3 separate regions of the Gossypium hirsutum genome follow, and all the other regions are linked to region 2. The links are chromatin contacts, called in public Hi-C maps. All regions are on one chromosome and are shown on one strand. Each heading gives the region's core, a stretch centred on a gene start, on an enhancer-like site or on the middle of the called end of the contact. The rest is flanking DNA. Distances are from core to core; before and after follow the strand shown.

The links. A called contact is a pair of places that touch in the nucleus more often than the background predicts.
Region 1: a contact with region 2 is called in a Hi-C map of leaf, with 1.7 times the contacts expected there. The contact joins the enhancer-like site here to the promoter of LOC121223339 in region 2. A contact is called at or near these places in 4 of 34 Hi-C or Micro-C datasets (all in leaf).
Region 3: a Hi-C map of leaf shows a contact between it and region 2, with 2.5 times the contacts expected there. The contact joins the promoter of LOC107945961 here to the promoter of LOC121223339 in region 2. A contact is called at or near these places in 3 of 34 Hi-C or Micro-C datasets (hypocotyl and leaf).

What each region holds. Positions count from the first base shown.
Region 1 is chrD11:59,097,878-59,101,248 of Gossypium_hirsutum_v2.1, reverse strand. No RefSeq gene overlaps it. Among protein-coding and RNA genes, the nearest start is that of LOC107945972, 4.9 kb to the right of the region's middle. Within about 2 kb of position 1,813, at least 4 of the 9 cell types and tissues checked have an H3K27ac peak or open chromatin away from gene starts, as enhancers often do. A contact at or near this core is called in leaf, where this site is marked.
Region 2 is chrD11:59,252,448-59,256,056 of Gossypium_hirsutum_v2.1, reverse strand. It overlaps LOC121223339 (rubredoxin), which reads right to left and starts at 2,086. Exons shown (of 1, transcript XM_041104600.1): 1 at 402-2,086. The coding sequence starts at 1,142. The coding sequence ends at 537. It overlaps LOC107945964 (probable transcription factor At3g04930), which reads right to left and starts at 3,523. Exons shown (of 1, transcript XM_041104599.1): 1 at 402-3,523. The coding sequence starts at 3,264. The coding sequence ends at 1,996.
Region 3 is chrD11:59,399,137-59,402,785 of Gossypium_hirsutum_v2.1, reverse strand. LOC107945961 (serine/threonine-protein kinase EDR1) reads right to left here and starts at 2,182. Exons shown (of 13, transcript XM_041104605.1): 1 at 1,649-2,182; 2 at 1-334. The coding sequence starts at 2,104.

The DNA of each region.
Region 1 (3,371 bases), core at 564-3,063, 150 kb after region 2:
TCATGGCAAAAGTAAATTTCTGTTCCTTTTATAATGTTAAATTTGAAAATTGAAGGGGAAAAAATTCTTATGAAGAATCAATTAATCAAACTTCCGTACAAAAATGAGGTGAGTATAATAATTATAATTCCAAAGAAGAATATAGAAGCATACATTTCTTCCCGCTCAAAAGCAAAATGTCCCTTACAAAGTTTCCCATTGAGAAAGTGTCCTTTGCTTTATTTATCTCTTTTTGACAAACAAAAAGAAATTTTAGACTTTTTTTTTTATTCAACCCAAGCTAAAAATAGGCTTTCCTAACCCTAATATTCTCACGTTTACAATTTAGGATTTAAATTATTTTATATTAAATAATATCATAACAATGTACGGGTATAAAATTAAAATAGTTTTACATCTTTTCGTATATTGTTGTACTATTAATATTTTAACAACCCAACCTTCATATTTTATATTCCATTTATATAGATCATTCATGTCAAATTTAAAATTTTTAACTATTTATTTTATAAAAAATTTTAAATTGTTAAATAAATATTAATATATACAATATTTTAGATCGACATGATAGATATATTGGATCGGTTCAATTTTTTACATGCATGATAAGTATAATTGTATCAGTAAATTTAACAGTTGGATCATTAAAATATTAATCATATAAAAATATATCGGTGTGAATGGATCCTTCCTCATACATAAATAGTTAATATATACTACTACTTGAGTTTTACTTCAATTGATAATGTTGTTATTACAACAATTAGAGCATAAATTCAAGTGTACTTAAACGCATCTTTCCCTTCAATGAATTATTATGTGCTTGCTTGCCCATGGTCAAAGAAGCTATGTTACTTGGGTTTTTTTTTTTTGCAAAAGAGTTAATTCATATTTGACTCTTTTTATTTTTAAAATGTATAATGCAGTGTTTATATTATTATTTTACAAAAATAAATCCCAAAATTATATGTCAACACTTATTCAATTTGTAATGTATAAACTTTGATTTGAACAATTGTGTAAAAGTATTTTTAATTTTTATTCAATTATTCATATAAAATTTTGATTTTAATCTTATTACGCACGTAAATAAAACAAATAGCTCTACTAATTTTTCATTTTAGGTAACTATAATTATTTTTATATGCAAAAAGTAAATGTAAAATAACATCACATTAATAATAGTGATGGTGATTTATAATAATTAAATCAAAATTAAAATATAATATAGTTGATAATTACATGAAATTAGAATTAAATGTCACATTACACATTAAAATAAAATTTCCAATATATGACTCTTATTTTATATGTAAATTTAGTATTTGGAAAGCGGAAATTTTATATATTGATGTATTTAATGAAAATTTGGTTTTAAAAAATCTCTTAATTAATCAATTAAATTTTAGTTTGATTGGCATGAGTATTATTGTCAATGCATGAGCATATGGGTTTGAGTGCGTTGAAATGCATTATCTTTCTATTTATGGGTTGAGGAGGGGCTATAGATAATTTTAGATATTGTATCAGAAAAATAGATATAATCAGAACCTATAATAAAATTGTTAAAAAAAATTGTAAGTACAAATTTTATAATATCTTACCAAAATGTTGCAAAAACCCAAAAAAAGAAGAAGAAAGAAGCAGGTCATGTGTGCAGTGTGGGGGGATAGGGCACATGTCATGACAATGGAGGTCTGAAATTCACATGCAAATTAAATGCTAAAAAATGTATGGTCTTATTCACTGCTTTGCCTAAAACATTAGCTTTGCTTAAAGTGATTTGTTTGGTAGTGACACTTAATTAAACCAACTTGATTAGGCCAACCCCTTTGAACCTTGGAATCTTGATAGCCACCACAACCCCAACCCCAACCCCAACCCCAACACTTATCTATTTGCTTTTTGTTTTTTACTTGTCCTTTTTTCTGATTAAAAAATTATATATTAAATTTAGAGTGGATCCAGATTAAATGAAACTGTTTTTTCCTTTCATAAAACTTTTATTTAAAAAACATCTAATTTCTTACTATTCGAGTAATTCGATCTTAGGGTTTTGACATTTATTTTTATTAATTTATTACATAATTATTATTTCCCTTTCATCAAAAGTTTGGGTGGGTGTGCTTTCATTTCATTTCTTCTCCTTTCTAGGATAGCTCTAGTTCATTTTTTCAATTTGTAGTTTTTTACTGTTTTTCTTTCCTTCTTTTCAACCATTGTAGAAAAGTTTTTTTTTTTATAATATATTTTATTTTGGCTATTGAAAGGCTACAAGTAAATTTTCTTAATATAAAGGTTGAATATCCAACCTTTTCAATTTTTTTTCTATAATTATTTCTTAAACCTCTTGTTATATAAAATTAATTAGAAATTCTATCACACGCATAACGTAGGAAAATTACAAATTTAAAACATAAACATGTGTTTAAAAATAACAAACAATAAATAATGAAACTTATTGTTTGAAGATTAGATTAAATTGTTTATCATGGTGTTGTCATCTATCTTGAGTTAGTATCGAGTTAACTTGCTAACTTAGTCCAATCCATTATTAATACTAAAAATTTTATCACACGCATATGCGTATGGAAATCACATATTTAAAACACAGAGGCTTATTTAAAAGTAAGATACAATAAACAATAAAACGTATGATTTAAAACTAATTATACAACTAATGTAAATAATAAATTGTGTATATTAAAACAAAATTATATAAAAAATTAAAATAAAGCTTTGGTTGAGTGGTCAAATTAAGATTTTAGTAATCAAATTAGTGTGGGTTCAAATTCCACCATATGTTTATTTTAATTGCTTTTTGGTTAAGACTAAATACACTCGAATAATATAACTTCTTTTAATTACAAAAGATATTCTCATAATTTTCTGTCCGAGTTGGTGATTATGTTGAGGGTGGCACTAGCTCAATCAGGGCCTAATAAATAGTGTATATATAACTGATAGAGGTAATAAGGTGTACTTAATAAAATAAAATGTACAAAAATATGAAAATAAATCTTTAGTTGAGTGGTAAATTAAAGGATTTATTGAAGTAATTGATGATGTGGGTTCATAGTCCATCATATGCATATTTTTATTAATTTTTTAAAGTGAAAAGACTAAAATACTCTTGAATAATATTACTTATTTTTATTACTGAAGGACATTCTCATAATTTTTTAATGGAGTTGGTGCCTGGTTGACTCGTGACACCAACTCAATCAGAAGTTTAAATAATAGAATAGATACAATTGATTAAGGTAATAAGTGTGCATAATAAAATTAAAATGTATAAAAATATCAAAATAAAACTTTAGTTGAAACTTGAGTGGTAAATGAAGGTTTTACTAAAGCAATTGATGATGTGA
Region 2 (3,609 bases), core at 837-3,336:
AAGTTTTAAATTCCAACTTTATCAACATTTTGCCTTTTATAATTCGTCATGATTTACAATCTTATGAAGTATAATATAATCTCTTTTTTAAAACCAAAGCTTCTAAAAAACTTGGTAAATGAATGAGGATCAAAGCTCAGATTCCTACAAAACAAAGCCTAGAAACAAGGCCTAAAAGCTGGTAAACCTAAAGTTCAAGGTGTTAGTATCGTTGCCATGGGGAAGGATCATTCAATATCTAAGATTCTACAATCTTGATTTGCAGATAATTTCAAAGTACTTGAAACCACAAAAATCTCTTTTTGGATTAATGGTTGCCAATGGTACCATGATCTATTCAAAACCCTTGAATTTTATATTTTAAGCATGCATGGAGCAACGAAATGCCAAGAAAACTAAAATGAAACACAAAACTCAAAGAAGCTTCGATTTTTTTTGGGGGGTGGGGGGGGGTTGATGGATTTTCCTATTTGCACAAAAATATACCTTTAAGGCAAAGAACAATTACAGAAATTTATATTATGCACCCTACCTACCTATTGCAAAAAGTAGCCACTCAAGAAGAGCACAAAGAAGAAGAACAAACTGCCATAAATTAAGAGGGCCTTTTGACCAGAAGTAAGAGCATTGCCTCCTAAACCAAACTGCTGATTCTGAGCAAACCCAGCAATCTCAACACTCTTACTCTCAAAGAAAGACTTTGCAGCCCCACAGGTAGGGCATCTCCAATCATCAGGCAACTTATCAAACTGAAACCCTGGTGGAATTGGATAGGAAGGATCACCCACTGCTTCATCATACTTGAACCCACATGACCTGCACTCATATATCCCTGTGTTCAACACAGCAAACTTCTCTTCTAACCTGCGTTTGTCAATCGTCTCTTCTCCCCCACTTGTTTCTTCCACTGATGGAGATTGTTTGTTATCTGGGTCAGAAGTTGGGGTTTCTTGACTGTCTTCTTTTGAGACATCAATGGAACGAACGGTGAAATGGGGTTGGTTTCTATGGGTTTGGAGGATGTTGGGAGGAATTCTGGAGAGGAGTTTATGGAAGGGAAAGAGATTAGGTTTTTTGGGCTTCGGACAAGGTTGGGTTAAGTGGTGAAGAGGAAAAATGAGTCTTGCTGTTGCAGATGCCATTTCAATGGAGGATTTCTCTTTCTATTTTTACTGATTTTGGGTTTTGGCGTCAGACTTGGTTTAGTGATATTTTTGGCAGTGGGTGGAGGAGAAATGAAAGGGATCCATGGAAGGGAAGGGGCATATGCTCTTTTCCTGTTTGAAAAAAATAAAAGGATTTGGATAAGGTGAGGCACCTGTCTCTCTGTCTACCATGCAACTTCTTGTTATGGGGCTAATTTTTTGTTTTGACTTGGATAAGCCTGGTTTTCACTTGGGCTCCAACTCCTCATTTTCCTTTTTACAAAGGAAAGGTAGAAATTGTTCCAGGATCAAATACGAAGTTTTGATCCCGAGACTGATATCAAAGACTTTGCCACCTCACCATGGTATGTGGAATCGACATTTAATTTTACAAACAAAATAGACGGATTGGATCTGGGATAACCCAAGAAATTTTATATATTGATAATGTGAATCAGAATAGCCTGAAACCTAATCAAACATTCAATTTTGCAGCCCTTCTTTTCTATTATGCTCATATAAAAACCACACCATAGTGTCTTCCCTCTGAAACTACCAAACATTTACCCATGACATCAAATCAAGTTGAATAAGCTTCAGCTTCAAAATAACCAGAACTCGTTATTCCAAAACCCAAAAAGCATTCTGTCAAGGCTTTACATTAATCGTAACATAACATCCTCTAAGCAAATCAACCCAACTCATGTTTGAATATATCATATATTGTACACAAATGTGAAAAAAAAAAATTATAACAAACAAACTAAGCAAAGCAGAACCATCATTTCAATCAAATCAACCGAAACCCAAAAGCCACTTTCTTCCCTACACTATATCAGCTTATCCAAAATCACCCATTCATCGACCGGAGCTCCTCCAAAGCCGCCTTAATCTCATCCTGCACCAGCTCCACCCGTTTCGAATAAACTTCCAACTCCATTATCTGCAGCTTTCTCCATCTTTCATCCATCCATTCCCCGTTGCCCCCACCGCCGCCCAAACACAATGGAATTGCATTCATCACCAATCCACTGATCCCTCTTCCTCCATATCCCCCTCCTCCTCCCAGTACACTACCTAACAACTCCTTAAACAAGGGTGTTACACAACTCCTCACGGTCTCCTCTATGACCCCGGCCGCCCCCGTGTTAGCTCCTCCTCCACTGCTACCACCACCAAGTGCTTCTACATTACCATTATCATTATTAACCCTATCATTAGAGTTACTATCTATATGCACAATTCCATCGTTTACATCTCTTTTTTCCTCCATTTTCACTCCTTTATTTCTCGACCTTTTCTTCGTGGCTGCTGGTTTCTGTGTCAAATTCTTTTTCTCTCCACTTTCATCGATCAAACTAGCGTTGTTATTATTGTTATTTTCGTCATCATCTAAGACATTATCTTCTACTTTGCTAACACCATCATTCCAGATCCTTCTAGAAATTTCAAAAGTAGCTTGATCATGAGGGCTTTTGAAGGAAAATTCTTTACCTGAACTGATCTTGCTAATCACGTTCCTATATTTCTTCTTCAACCTTCGAAGCTTCTCCACTAATTGATTCTTGTTGAAATCCAGCTGGAGTTTCGATTTGATTTGATCGTAAAACAAAGCCGTATCTTGATGGTGATGGTGAGAAGTAGAAGAGGGATTTGAGCTCGTTTTCAACATTGTGTAATCGAGGAACCCTTGGAGAAGCTCGATCTCGTCTTCGTCGGTCCATAACCGTTGAAATAACCGTCGCGAATCGTCCAATTGCTGCGGCGGCGGAGTTTTTTTCTCCGCCACAACGGAATCGACGCGTTGGCTTTTGGAATCAGGAGGCAATTCGTCGGTCGAGATGGCGGCGATGGTTACGGCGGCAGCGGAGGGGACGGCGAGAGGAACGGCAGGGACTGAGGCGAAGGATACTTGGGAAGGGATCGGTTGAGGGAGTAAAGAAGGGGAATTTATGTCTTCTTCTTCCTCTAACAATACCTCGTCTTCTTCATCGTTCAAAACGTCTTCGTTACCGTTAAGGACGTCGTCATTTTCGTTGATCTCGTTATCGGAGGAAGAAGGTTCGTCGTCGTCGTCCTGAGATACCTCGAAAACGGCGCCGTACTGCTCCGAAGCCATGAGAGGTTCACGAGGAATCGGTGATTAGGAAAGCGTGTTTGTTGGACTCGGTTGAAGAGGAAGGGGAAGGTGGGATGTTTGGTTAGAGAGAGCTAACAGTCAACGCGCTTCCTTGGCGCGTGTTCGGGAGATTTAACATATATAGAAAATTTTAAATTTCTTCTTCAACTTGTGACTTAATTGTAAAATGATTGTAAAAGTTAATTCCCGTAAAATTATAACCCAGAAATTAAATTGATTTTTAAAACTTTAAAATATTTCAATTAAGATAGGTCAACGTTTGAAAAATTAACTTGCAGAGAGTTTGAGTTTGAGGTTTAGTGTTTAAAATTCGTGATTTGAATT
Region 3 (3,649 bases), core at 933-3,432, 150 kb before region 2:
TGCTTCTTTCCATCCACTTGGACAAAATTATATTAGCATCTTTAACAGGTCCACCCATATGTCCTGTTACAAGTTCAGCAAGCCTTTGCACTAAGATACCAACATTAGTAGAAGGGCAATCTAATGCAATACAGTGCGCAATTTGAAACAACTCTTCTAGGGCTGGGTCAATTGTTCGATTGACAATTACAACTTCAAAGCTAGAATTTCCAAGACTTGCTTCTAGATCAGTAAGAGATGGCATTTTTCCTTGGGTTCCTGATTCACTGGAGAGCCCATATACATCATAGAAACCATCCACCACTCTTTCCTCATAATCAAGCACATCATATTCCTGGTGAACCAAAACACCCCAATCAATCAGTCCTAATTAAATAACTCAAGAAATAGCAAGACATGACAGGAATGGAAGACTCATTCAGTCCAAAATCCAAATGACCATATTCACGTTCCAAAGAGTTCTACAAGAAAAAGGGGGGGGGGGTTCCAAAAAGTAAGTTGCTAAGGCTTAGCATCAATCCAAATCTAGTTATAGAAGCAGTCAAAATTTATTTGGATTTTTTTTAAAAGAAATCATTGATTCAAGCATTGGAAAAAGTTGCAAGTCAGCATAAGTATAGGCCAGACAACAAACATCAACTAAAGCAAAACAAGACATGTAAAAAGGCCATGACTAAGAGCACATAGAAACATGCTATCAAAGACAATTTAAACGGATTCTCTTCGGCTTATAAAATGATTTCTGCTAACATTAAAATCCTTCAAGGTCTCCAAGCTTCTGATTAAATCCTGAAATTTGTAACACTGACCATTACAAAAAATATCTAAGTAATAGCTGCTTCACCAGCTTACCCTACACGGCTTAGCAAGAAGCAAAACTCTTACAGTAACTGGCCCAATATGACCAATTCCAAACTGTAACACCAGCAAAGTCAAATGCTAACCGTAAAAACTAAAGCTCATTCACAAGAACGCACCATGGTTCAGTTTCCAGGTACTTCATTCCTAGTTAGCAAACCATTCAAGCTCAAATTTTGATTATAAAAAATACCATAAAATGTATATAAACTACCATAATTCTTGTGGAAACACATATTAGTTCAAGCTTTTTCACGAAAATTCACCATATATGAGAATCCAAAATAAAGCTCAAACCATAGCTTGCGCTAATCAATCAATCCAAAAATGAATCAATAGCAGAAACTAAACGCCCCTGATCCAGGCCACTCACTTTAATTAGATTTACCAAAATTTCAGGTCAACCCTCAAAAAAGTATCAAGCAAAAGAAGACATAAAACTCCTAGAAACCATCAAAACCTAAAGGTAGACGCTCTTCCCAGCTTATCCACCACAATTCACAAGAAGCAAGAGTCCAGAGTAACCTACTTCATGATCAGATACAAAACAGTTAAAGTAAAAACAATTCACTATTAACTTCCATTTCTCCAGTAAAAGCACAATTAATTCGAGCTTTTCCACATAAATTCAATACAGTAACTAGCCCTAATTAAATAGTCCGAAACTTAGCCAGCTGAACCAACTACAACAAGCAAAATTCTAGCTCATTCAGTCCAATTCGATCTACCAAAATTCCAATTCAACCTTCAAAATTCTTAAAAAACACAAAAAAAAATACAAAACACTTACCCAATACTGCCTGGCTAAGACCTCGGCTGCCACATCATCCTTATCCCTCCCTACCCCCAAATCCATCCGATGATGACTCCCTAAACTCAAAATAGCCGTTTCTCGGATCTGATCCTTCTTCGGATCCTCCGAATTCGAAGCGCTTATAGCTAGGGCTAACTGAACCTGAAACTCTTCCTCCGATAACATATAATCAGACGCTCGATTCGTCGCAGTCACCGTTGATGACGGCGTAATCAAACCCGTGCTCGATGTTACAGGCACAGTCGTCGCGGTCACCGGGGACGATGATGCACTAGTTGTAGTAGGAGGACTCGCCGGAGAGTTCTCCGACGCGGCGCGTTGATTATCAGCGGGATCGTTACTGCTTCCTATGTGCAGCTTCTTAAAAATGTGCTTCATTTTTTCTCGTTTCTTCATCTTCTTCACTTTCTCAGTTTCCTCGCTTTCTCGCATTTTCTCTCTCACTTTCTTTTCTTTACTTTCTTTTTTTTTTTGGAAGGGTCAACGTAATGTCGGAAACAATAGGAGGGAAACTTAGAGGAATGGTATTGCTGTATGTATATATAGTAGTCTTGGTGGGTAATAATACGGCTTGTCTTTGAGAAATATCTACGAAATTGCCATTCATAATCTTTTCCTACACGCGCATTCGTTTGACGATGTTCAAGTGAAGGAAACCAATGGAAATATGACACGCTGGCATTGAGTTTTGCATACGTGGAGTGGAGGACCATAATGTTTTTTAAATTGGATAGGTGATCAAATCGTTTAAGTTTACCAGTTCGTCAATCCAATTGATTCAATCGGTTTAATTAGTTCAATTAAAAAATTGTTAAAAATTTAAAAATTTTAAATAATTTTAGTTTAATCAATTTGACCACCAATTCAATCAATTTGATCATAAATTTTATCGACTTTTAATCAATTTAATCGGTTTGTATCCAATTTCGATTCAATCAATTCAAAAATACTTTTCGATTCAATCCGGTTCAACTAACATTAGGGTGGCTGTTGTTTATGGGTCCATAAACTTTATAAGACATTGTTTGACAAAATTATATAAGTTAGAATTTGATAACACCAAGTTAAAATTTTGGTCAAATTTTGTTCTTGGTCTCTCTAATATGTATAAGTTGTAAATTTATTTTTTATATTTTAATTTGATATTTTAATTTTTTATACTTTTTGAATTTTAAAATTTTAGTCTTGACCAAAATAATAATTATTTAATTCATCAAGTTAAATGTTGTTATTTTAAAAACCTTATGCAACAAATATATTATCATAAGTGTAATGTCATGCCAGCTTACTATTTTCATATAATGCTTATAAAAAAGTTGCGTTATTTTATTAATGGGCTTAAAAGGCTATTGTTTTTAGTCAATATTGGAATTTCAAAATTCAAAAAGTATAGGGGCTAAAAACTATCAAATTAGAAAATATGGATTAAATCCACAAATTACACATAGTATGAGACTAATAGTAGATTTAACCTAATAAATTTAACAATTACCTTTTGAGTCAAGATTAAAATTTTAAATTTAAAAAATACATGGACTAAAATTGTTCAAATAAGATACATAGACCAAATCTGTAATTTACATATAGTACAAGGATTATTATCATAATTTGACCTAGAAATAATACATAAATTTTGATTATTATTTTTTAAGATTTAGGGCTTGTCTGCTAACTCATTGAAAAAATTAAATCAACTAAAAATTAATATTTTCAATGATTTTTTCAAGCACTTTGATAATCCATTAAAAAAAAACAAAATATAGAACTTTTCAAAGAAAAAGTGTATAAAATGATAAGGAGATAATGAGTCACTTATCACTTAATGTATTTTTTCAATTATTTTTATTTTATTTCTTTAAACATTATCCAAATACTTTGTTTTGAATTTTTTAAATTTTTATTTTATTTCTTTAAACATTATCCAAATACTTTATTTTTAATTTTTTAAAATTTTATTTATCAAATAGTCTAATTATA